Regions from separate parts of the Mus musculus genome. Here region 1 is linked to region 2. A link is a contact called in public HiChIP or PLAC-seq data. All regions are on one chromosome and are shown on one strand. The core of a region is the stretch at or near the end of the contact, and the rest is flanking DNA. Distances in the headings are between cores, read along the strand shown.

The links. HiChIP or PLAC-seq counts read pairs in DNA pulled down with a chosen protein or histone mark.
Region 1: an H3K27ac HiChIP or PLAC-seq map of embryonic stem cells shows a contact between it and region 2, with 4 times the contacts expected there. The contact joins two enhancer-like sites. A contact is called at or near these places in 2 of 484 Hi-C or Micro-C datasets (the G1E-ER4 cell line and embryonic stem cells) and 6 of 115 datasets of contacts at active chromatin or transcription factors (all in embryonic stem cells).

What each region holds. Positions count from the first base shown.
Region 1 is chr11:13,415,769-13,419,474 of GRCm38.p6, reverse strand. No RefSeq gene overlaps it. Among named protein-coding and RNA genes, the nearest start is that of Gm30770, 540 kb to the left of the region's middle. Within about 2 kb of position 1,459, at least 9 of the 459 cell types and tissues checked have an H3K27ac peak or open chromatin away from gene starts, as enhancers often do. A contact at or near this core is called in embryonic stem cells, where this site is marked.
Region 2 is chr11:13,003,118-13,007,128 of GRCm38.p6, reverse strand. No RefSeq gene overlaps it. Among named protein-coding and RNA genes, the nearest start is that of Gm22789, 310 kb to the right of the region's middle. Within about 2 kb of position 1,693, at least 14 of the 459 cell types and tissues checked have an H3K27ac peak or open chromatin away from gene starts, as enhancers often do. A contact at or near this core is called in embryonic stem cells, where this site is marked.

The sequences.
Region 1 (3,706 bases), core at 210-2,709, 410 kb before region 2:
CTTCATTATCTTCTATTCCAGAACCAGGAACTATGAGCGATACCATCTTCCTATCTGTTTCACCAGTAAGAAATGTGAGCACACAAGTTAGCTGAGTTAAAACTTGTTATATATAATTAACTCCAAGCACAATTTTAAAATCACATACTCACTTATTCCACGAATAGCCAAGGAAGGCCGGGTTTCACTGAATTTTCAATCCAAAGAGAGTCTAAGTCTAGTTAATGCTCAAGCATCTAGGTCATTTAGAGGAAAGAATTTACAGAGGTTAAGGAGCCTGCATAATGCCCATTGAGTGTAGACATGTAAGTCTTAAAGCAAATCCATAAAGCAGGTGTGTCAACCCAAGGAAGAGTCAGTTCTTACCTTGCTAGCATGTTAGTTGCAAGCTTTGCCTGCAGTGTTCATAGCTCTGTAACCATAGTCCTTTGTGGATAGTAAGCTGATTTTCTCTTCTATAATTCCTGTCAAGAAATGCTCAGGGACCACCTGACCTAGTCCTCCTTCTTAAAGCTGGAAGAAGAGAACAGAGTACATCATAACTGCCTGAAACAAAGACAGAGCACCTGTGGTCAGTCTTTTCCTGAGAGACTTTTCCTCCTCTGTGATTTAACTTTCTTGGTACCCAGGCACTGACGCTACATCAGATAGGGGCCAGGTTCAGTGTTCCACACAACTGAGAAAGTGGCTGTCCTAAAAAGAACCTTTTTCTATTTCTGTAGTATCTGAGGTTAGACCCCAGGGCCTTGTGCATTCCAGGCAGGTATGCTATCACTTTGCTACATTTTCAGTGCCCAAAGCTTTTCTAAATCATTTTTTAAAAGATTTACATATATTAGTGATTCTGTGTGAGGGCAAGTGGCCAAGGTTCCCAGAGGAGGGCAGCAGACCCACTGATCTTGGGTTCTATGAGTTATGAGCTGTGCTGAGTGGTTGCTGTGAACAGAATGTAGACACTGTGGAAGAGTAGACCAATTGTTCATCTCTAAGGCAGTGGTTCTCAGCATTCCTAATGCTCTGATCCTTTAATACAGTTCGTCATGTTGTAGTAATCCCAAACCATAAAATTATTTTGTTGCTACTTCCATAACTGCAATTTTGCTCCTCTCATAAATCAGTTGCTACCCACAGGTTGAAAAGCACTACCATAAGCCATCTCTTAAGCTACTTCATAAGATAATTTTTAAAAAAATATACTTCTACTTTAAAAGCAAAGTTCCTTAATTTTGCTAAAAGGTTTGTATTTTAGTTTTTCATTTAGTTTGTGACTGTTGTTTGTTCCTGCCTTTCCCACCCACAAGTGGGGCTGTCTGATGTAACCTCCCCCCACAGCCTGAAGCAGGCTGAGCCAGACCTTGACTTTGTTGTCACTAAGGAGATTACCTAGGGTGGAGCCTGCCTCCCAGGATCACTTTATTGTTCTGCCATTGCCGCTGCTGCTACCTGCTGGGAGTTGGCCTAGCTGTTCCAGAGCCTACATGTGGTCACCTGCAGCTGGGCTCCAAGGATGACTTGGCTAGAATGGGCTCTCCCCTCTCCTTTATAAAGTGTGTCCGACATTAAAAATTGAATCTTGAGCAGACTAGTTGTCTTGGTTCCATTATTTCTCAAACCGCCTAGATCCCCTCTTTTCTTCCAGTTCCAAGATGCCTTCCAGGCTCGAACCTGGACATGAGAGCAGCAGGCCGGCCCCAACAGTCTGAATCTATCCTTTCCTGAGAACATGAAATTAAAAATAGGATGACTCCTGATATGAGAGCAAGAGAGCTAGATGTGGAGCTAGAGAGGGGAGGAAAGACAGAAGAGTGTCTTGGGGTGGGGGTGGATTGCCTGTGCTGATCTTAACACTGGCTTGAGGCACTGAGCATGTAGCACTCATTTGCTTTTATCAACAGAACAAGCCTCCACTGATCATAGAGACCCAAGGATCTCCTTAGATTTGTCCATCTAAGTGGACATGATGGAATCTACACTTTTAGTTAGGAAGGGAAGCATGGAAGTTTCAATGGTCTCATCCTTCACTATACTTCCTCTGCTTTGGGGAAGGTATATAATATGATATTTTTATTTTTTGCCTTTTAAAATTATGATTATCTGTTCAATTTTATCAAATAATTTTTCCACATCCATTGAGCTTACCAAATTTTTTCTTGTTGATTTGACTAGTACATATTTTAAAGCATCTATGTGCTAAAACATTTCACTCACCTTAAATTTTTAGACAAATAGAGCAGAGTAATGAGTTGTAAGTTTTTTGTACATTTTCTCAGCTTGTTCATGTTTTCTTAATGGAATGTTGGTCCCCTGACTTTTGGCAAAAATCATCTCATTTGAACATTCTTTGAAACCCACTCAATGGCCTGAATAAAAAACTGAATGTGTCAAATGCACAGAACAAGATATAAGATGCCTGATTCCTGAGAGTGCCAACCCGACCCACCAAATAATAGGCATGAGTAAATGGAAGTGAGAGTGTGGATTACTTAATCAAATCCTTTCTGATCATTCTTTCTAATAATCTCCATAGATAGAAATGGAGAGTCATTCCTGTATCATTTTCTGCTATAGAAAATGTAAGCTTTATAGTTCATGAACATAAAGGATGACTTTCATTATATTCTCATGATCTGTCAAGATCTGCCTTCCAATTCAGCACAGAAACTTTGGTTCTATTAGTCTGCACATATCCAAGAGCCAGAGTCATAGACTTGAGTTTTTCACTTTCAAGTGTCTCTCCAAAGTATATCAGTTGATGAAGTAAAATACCACATTCAGTGACTTGCAAATACCAAGCAGAATGTTACAGAGAAATCAACTGAAATGCAGGCATTACTGACAGGCTCTCTGAGGCTGGAAATAGAAAGTTAATAAAAGCACAGCGGAGGGTGGTCTGCTGTGCTCTTTGTTTTATTGTTTCCAATTGGAGCATAGTTTGTGCAGTTTCAGTAAAGTATCATGCAGCTTCCATTATAAATTCCAATTCACATGAATTTACACCACACCTCTGAGAGTTCAAGATGGGCTCCAATTTCCACAGCAGCGTTAGCCTGGGAGCAGGGTTTAAAATGCTGCCTTTTTCTTATAGATTTCAAAAGAGAGGAAATATACAATAGTAGTTTCTTTGACTAAATGTCTTTTTTTTTTCTGAAAAAAAATACATGCCTGTATCTGAAAATATATGCCAGTATATTTAGTGCTGGATCATAAGTCATGGCTGAGTATGTGTCCTCCAGGACCCTGGACTATGATGTCACAATAATGGCTCAAAGAATAAGAAACATGCCTCAAAAATCTATCAAGAGAAAGAGTATGCATTCAATCCATCAGACTACCCGCATGTAAAAAGTAAGATAAGGTGGCATAATTATAGATAGTACACTGAAGTTTCTTTATTCTTTTTCAATGTTTTTAGTTAATATATAAAACAGCAGTTTCATTATAACGTTTCCATACACATTTGTAATTGTACTTTGCTCATATATGGCCCCTCATTACTTTACCTTGTCCATTCTACTCTCTTCAAAATTTCCCTTCCATATTTATACTGTATATCATACAAATATATACATATGTATATATTTGTATGTATACATTCAAGCTATACTGCAGGAAAATATACATATGTCTTCCTTTTTTCTCTGTTATTGTTTGATCCTTACATCTTCTCTATCAAAGTCCCCCTCTCTTTTTATATCACATGCAAAAT
Region 2 (4,011 bases), core at 444-2,943:
TATTTTCCCAGTTTGGACAAGCTAAGCTGCCTTGCTTCAAGGTTTTAAACCTTATGGGACATAGAACATTATAGACCGTGTAATCTGACTTAGAAATATTAGTCACAAGAAAGAGTTATAGTGATTTTTCTCCTTCCCTCATTGTGACCAGTTATTCTAACTCAATCTTGGACTGGTCTAGTAATAATTCCAGTATTAGAGAATCCTAGGAAAGATAGCTAAAATCTTAATTACCTAGCAAAGTTAATTTGGAGCACAGCCTCCTCTCCCAGAATGTTACAGTCTTTCTGCAATTCTCAAAGCCACCTCTCCCACACTGGGAGCTCTAAGTCTAATCTTGATCTTTGCTATTTTGCAATTGAAGGGAGTCCCTGGACTTCCCCAAAGAAGCCTTTGTACTGTTGCTTTTCACTGTCTCAACTTTGTTTTTCAAGCAGGTCAGTCAATGCCCTTCAACCTGACTGCAGCAGGTGTGCATCCTTGCCTCCAACAGCACAGGTGGCAGTTATTAATCTTCACTGAAGAAGCATTTTAAGTACATATTGTGGCTTTTGGTCTGATTTGGGAATAAGGTTTGCTATGAGGGCCGGACAGTCTAAGATGGGCACCCAGATCTCAGAATCATATCAATCTAGACAGAGGTGCATGCCAAGAGGCCTAGGTTTATTAATAATACACCAGAGAGCCATGAAAATAATTGGAGACAAAGGTTAATGTCTTAGAAGTAGTAGTCTTAACAATAGGGCAGGACATAGCATATATTAAGGCTAGAAAGGCAGAAATTTCAGATATTAGCAATAGTCACTTGGACACTTGGAACATTGATGAATTGGCCAGAGATTTAAAAAAATAACCTAAGTGCATTGAATCCCTTAGATTGAGTTTAATATATATTCCTACTTGCTATTATTATGGCACTATTTTATTAGTAAATCATGTTTCCACTCATCTTTAGAGCACTCCTGAGATCTGTAGCTACGACAAGGCGGGACATTCTGGAACTTTGGCAGAAATATAAGAAAGGGGGAGAGTGCCATGCACACTCCAGTGAAGTTTGCTTGGCAGGCCTAGAGGCCTGGGAGCACTCACGAGGCAGAGTTTCACGGAAACTCACCTCCTGGAACTTTGGCGTTCTCATACTCATACCCTTTCCCCTCGTTAGTCTGGTGTATGGATCCATGTGCTCTCTTTTAGTATCATCTTATTATAAGTGCCTTTTAAGATTGAATTCTGACATAGCTAAGCCTTTGCCAGCGTTCCAACATCCTAGAAAGACCTTGAAGTGGACAAACTTAGAATTCAGTAGGAATTCAGTAAGGAAGTTACCTATTCAGTAACTAATTAAGCATTACAAAGGACCAAGCTGGAATAGCTCAGGCTATTCTGCAGAGTGTTTATTTGAGGCAGTAACCAGTCTTACCCAAACACAATGGCCTAGCGAATAGGTGGGTTTACCATGAGAAAAGTTAGGGAATCCCACTGAGAGTGTTTTCTTCACTAGGCCCAAAGAAATCAGGCAGAACTGTAGAGTTTAAATAAGTTTTATGCCTCAGTCCAGCTTTTTTTTAAATATTAATAACAGGGAAGAAATTGTAACCTCCCCCAAGCCTGAAGACCTTGACTTGGCTGCCACTAAGGAGATTACCTAGGGTGGAGCCTGCCTTTCTAGATCACTCTATTGTTCAGCCACTGTCACTGTTTCTCTTCAAGATAGTGCTACCTGCTGGGAGGCTGCTGAACTATTCCTGACACTACACCCTATCCTGCATGTGGTCACATGCAGCTGGGCTCCAAGGATGAGTTTGCAGGAATGGGCTTCCCCTCTCCTTTATAAGCGCATTCACCATTAAACATTTGATCCTTGATCAGGAAGTTTGTCTTGGCTCCATTTCTCTCTTGTCTGCCTAGTTCCCCTCTCTTTTCATCTCCGGGTTGCCTCCCAGGTGAAATCCCGTTTCTTGTGAGCTGCAGGTCGGTTTCCAACATGTGTGTGTGTGTGTGTGTGTGTGTGTGTGTGTGTGTCTGTGTGTCTGTGTGTGTCTGTGTGTGTGTGTGTGTGAGAGAGAGAGAGAGAGAGAGAGAGAAGAGAGAGAAAATGTATTAATAAAAATAAAAGAAAGAGACCATTAATTAAAAAAAAAAACAACTGGGGAATGGGAGAAGGGTTGGAAGACAGAAATGTAAGGGAGAAAAGTAATGTTTTATTTTAATTTAAAATACGTTCAAAATAAAAATAGAAACATAACTATCTTCATTCAACAAAGCATTGAACAATTATGCATAATGTATTTTTCTGGAGAAGCTAGCTTTTCTCAAGAACAAAGAGAAACATCCCATTCCTGGCAATATATATGCTGGGGGGAATCAGCCATGGAGTAATTACATGCATGATATGTACTCATTGATAAGTGGTTATTATCCAAAAATACAGAATACCCATGACACACCCTACAGAGCCAAAGAAGCTAAATAAGAAGGAAGGCCAAAGTAAGGATGCTTGAATCCCACTTAGAAGGGGGAACAAAATGATCATAGGAGGCGGCAGATGGAAAGAGGTAACTGGGTGGGAAAGGAGAGGAGGAGGGGAATAGTGCAATAGGATCAGTTATGAGTGGAGTTAGGAGAGAGGCAAAGAGGCCTAGGAGAATGAATGGAAAGATGTTGCTATCAGTGATGCAGATCTCTGGACATCCCAGACACCTGAGATGGGGGAGGCTCCCAGGAGTCAATGGGGGTGACCTTAATTGAAATATCCAACAGTGGAGATATGGAACCTGAAGAGACTACCTCCAGTAGTTAGACAGGACCTCCAGTGGAGGAAAGGGGATACAAAACTTTTGACCCCAAATTGTTCCTGTCTAAATAAAATGCAGGGGAAAAGATGGAGCAAAGACTGAAGGAATAGCCAACCGGTGACTGACCCAACTTGAGACCCATACCATGAGCAAGAACTAATTCCTAATATTATTAGTGATAGCATGTTGGGATTGCAGACAGGAGCCTAGCATAGCTGTCCTCTGAGAGACTCTACACAGTAACTGACTGAGTCAGATGCAAACAATCAATCTTTGGACAGAGGTCAGGGACCCCTATGGAAGAGTTAGGGGAAGGATTGAAGGCTCTGAAGGTGATGGCAATCACACAGGAGAACCAAATGTCAACTAACCTACTTCCCTGGGAACTCCCAGAGGCTGAGCTACCTATCAACCAAAGAGCATAGAGATGGCTGCCTTGCCCCATCTCAGTGGGAGAGGATGCACCTAATCTTGCAGTGATTCATTGGATCAGGGTGGGGAGATGCAGTGTGTACTGTCTCAGAGGCAAGGGAATGGGAAATGAGGGAGGAACGCTCTGAGAGGGAACTAGGAGGGGAACAGTATTTGGGATGAAATTACATAAATTAAAGTAAAAGGAAAAACAAAAAGAAAGAGAGAAAGTAAATAACTCTGAGGAGTAACGAAGAAAGAAAAGACTGGACAGCACATATTTACAGTGTCAGCTTGCAAGATGTTGAAATGTGGAAGCTCCATGTACTGAGATGACAGGTTTTCCAGAGAAAGATGTGGGCCAATTGTAAAAGTGCAGCTGAGTTTGAACAGGAGAACCAGAGAAGTGACATCTGATTCTGTAGCACAGTATTAAAATCCATTTCAAGAGCAGGTTTACAGGCATTAAGGTGATCTATGCTTCAATGTAGGGAGCTATGAAGATACAGAGTATAAAAACAGGGCTGTAGGAAATGTCTTCAGATCCTGAAGAAGCTTTGCTGTGAAGCAAAAGAACATGGCAGTAGTAACTGGTGAGGAACTTGTGTGCCAAAATGAGACTTGTAGATGCAGAGGAAGAAAGAGTAATCACAAATACACAGTATTCAGAGAGAGCTCTGTTATCTCAGTTAGGATTACAGGATTAGCAGTAGGGTTAGCAGTAGCTGTGGAGAAAGGCCACTTTGGACAGAAGCCACAGCCTGTATATATGGATACAGAGGGGTCAGCAGACTTGGGTCAGTAA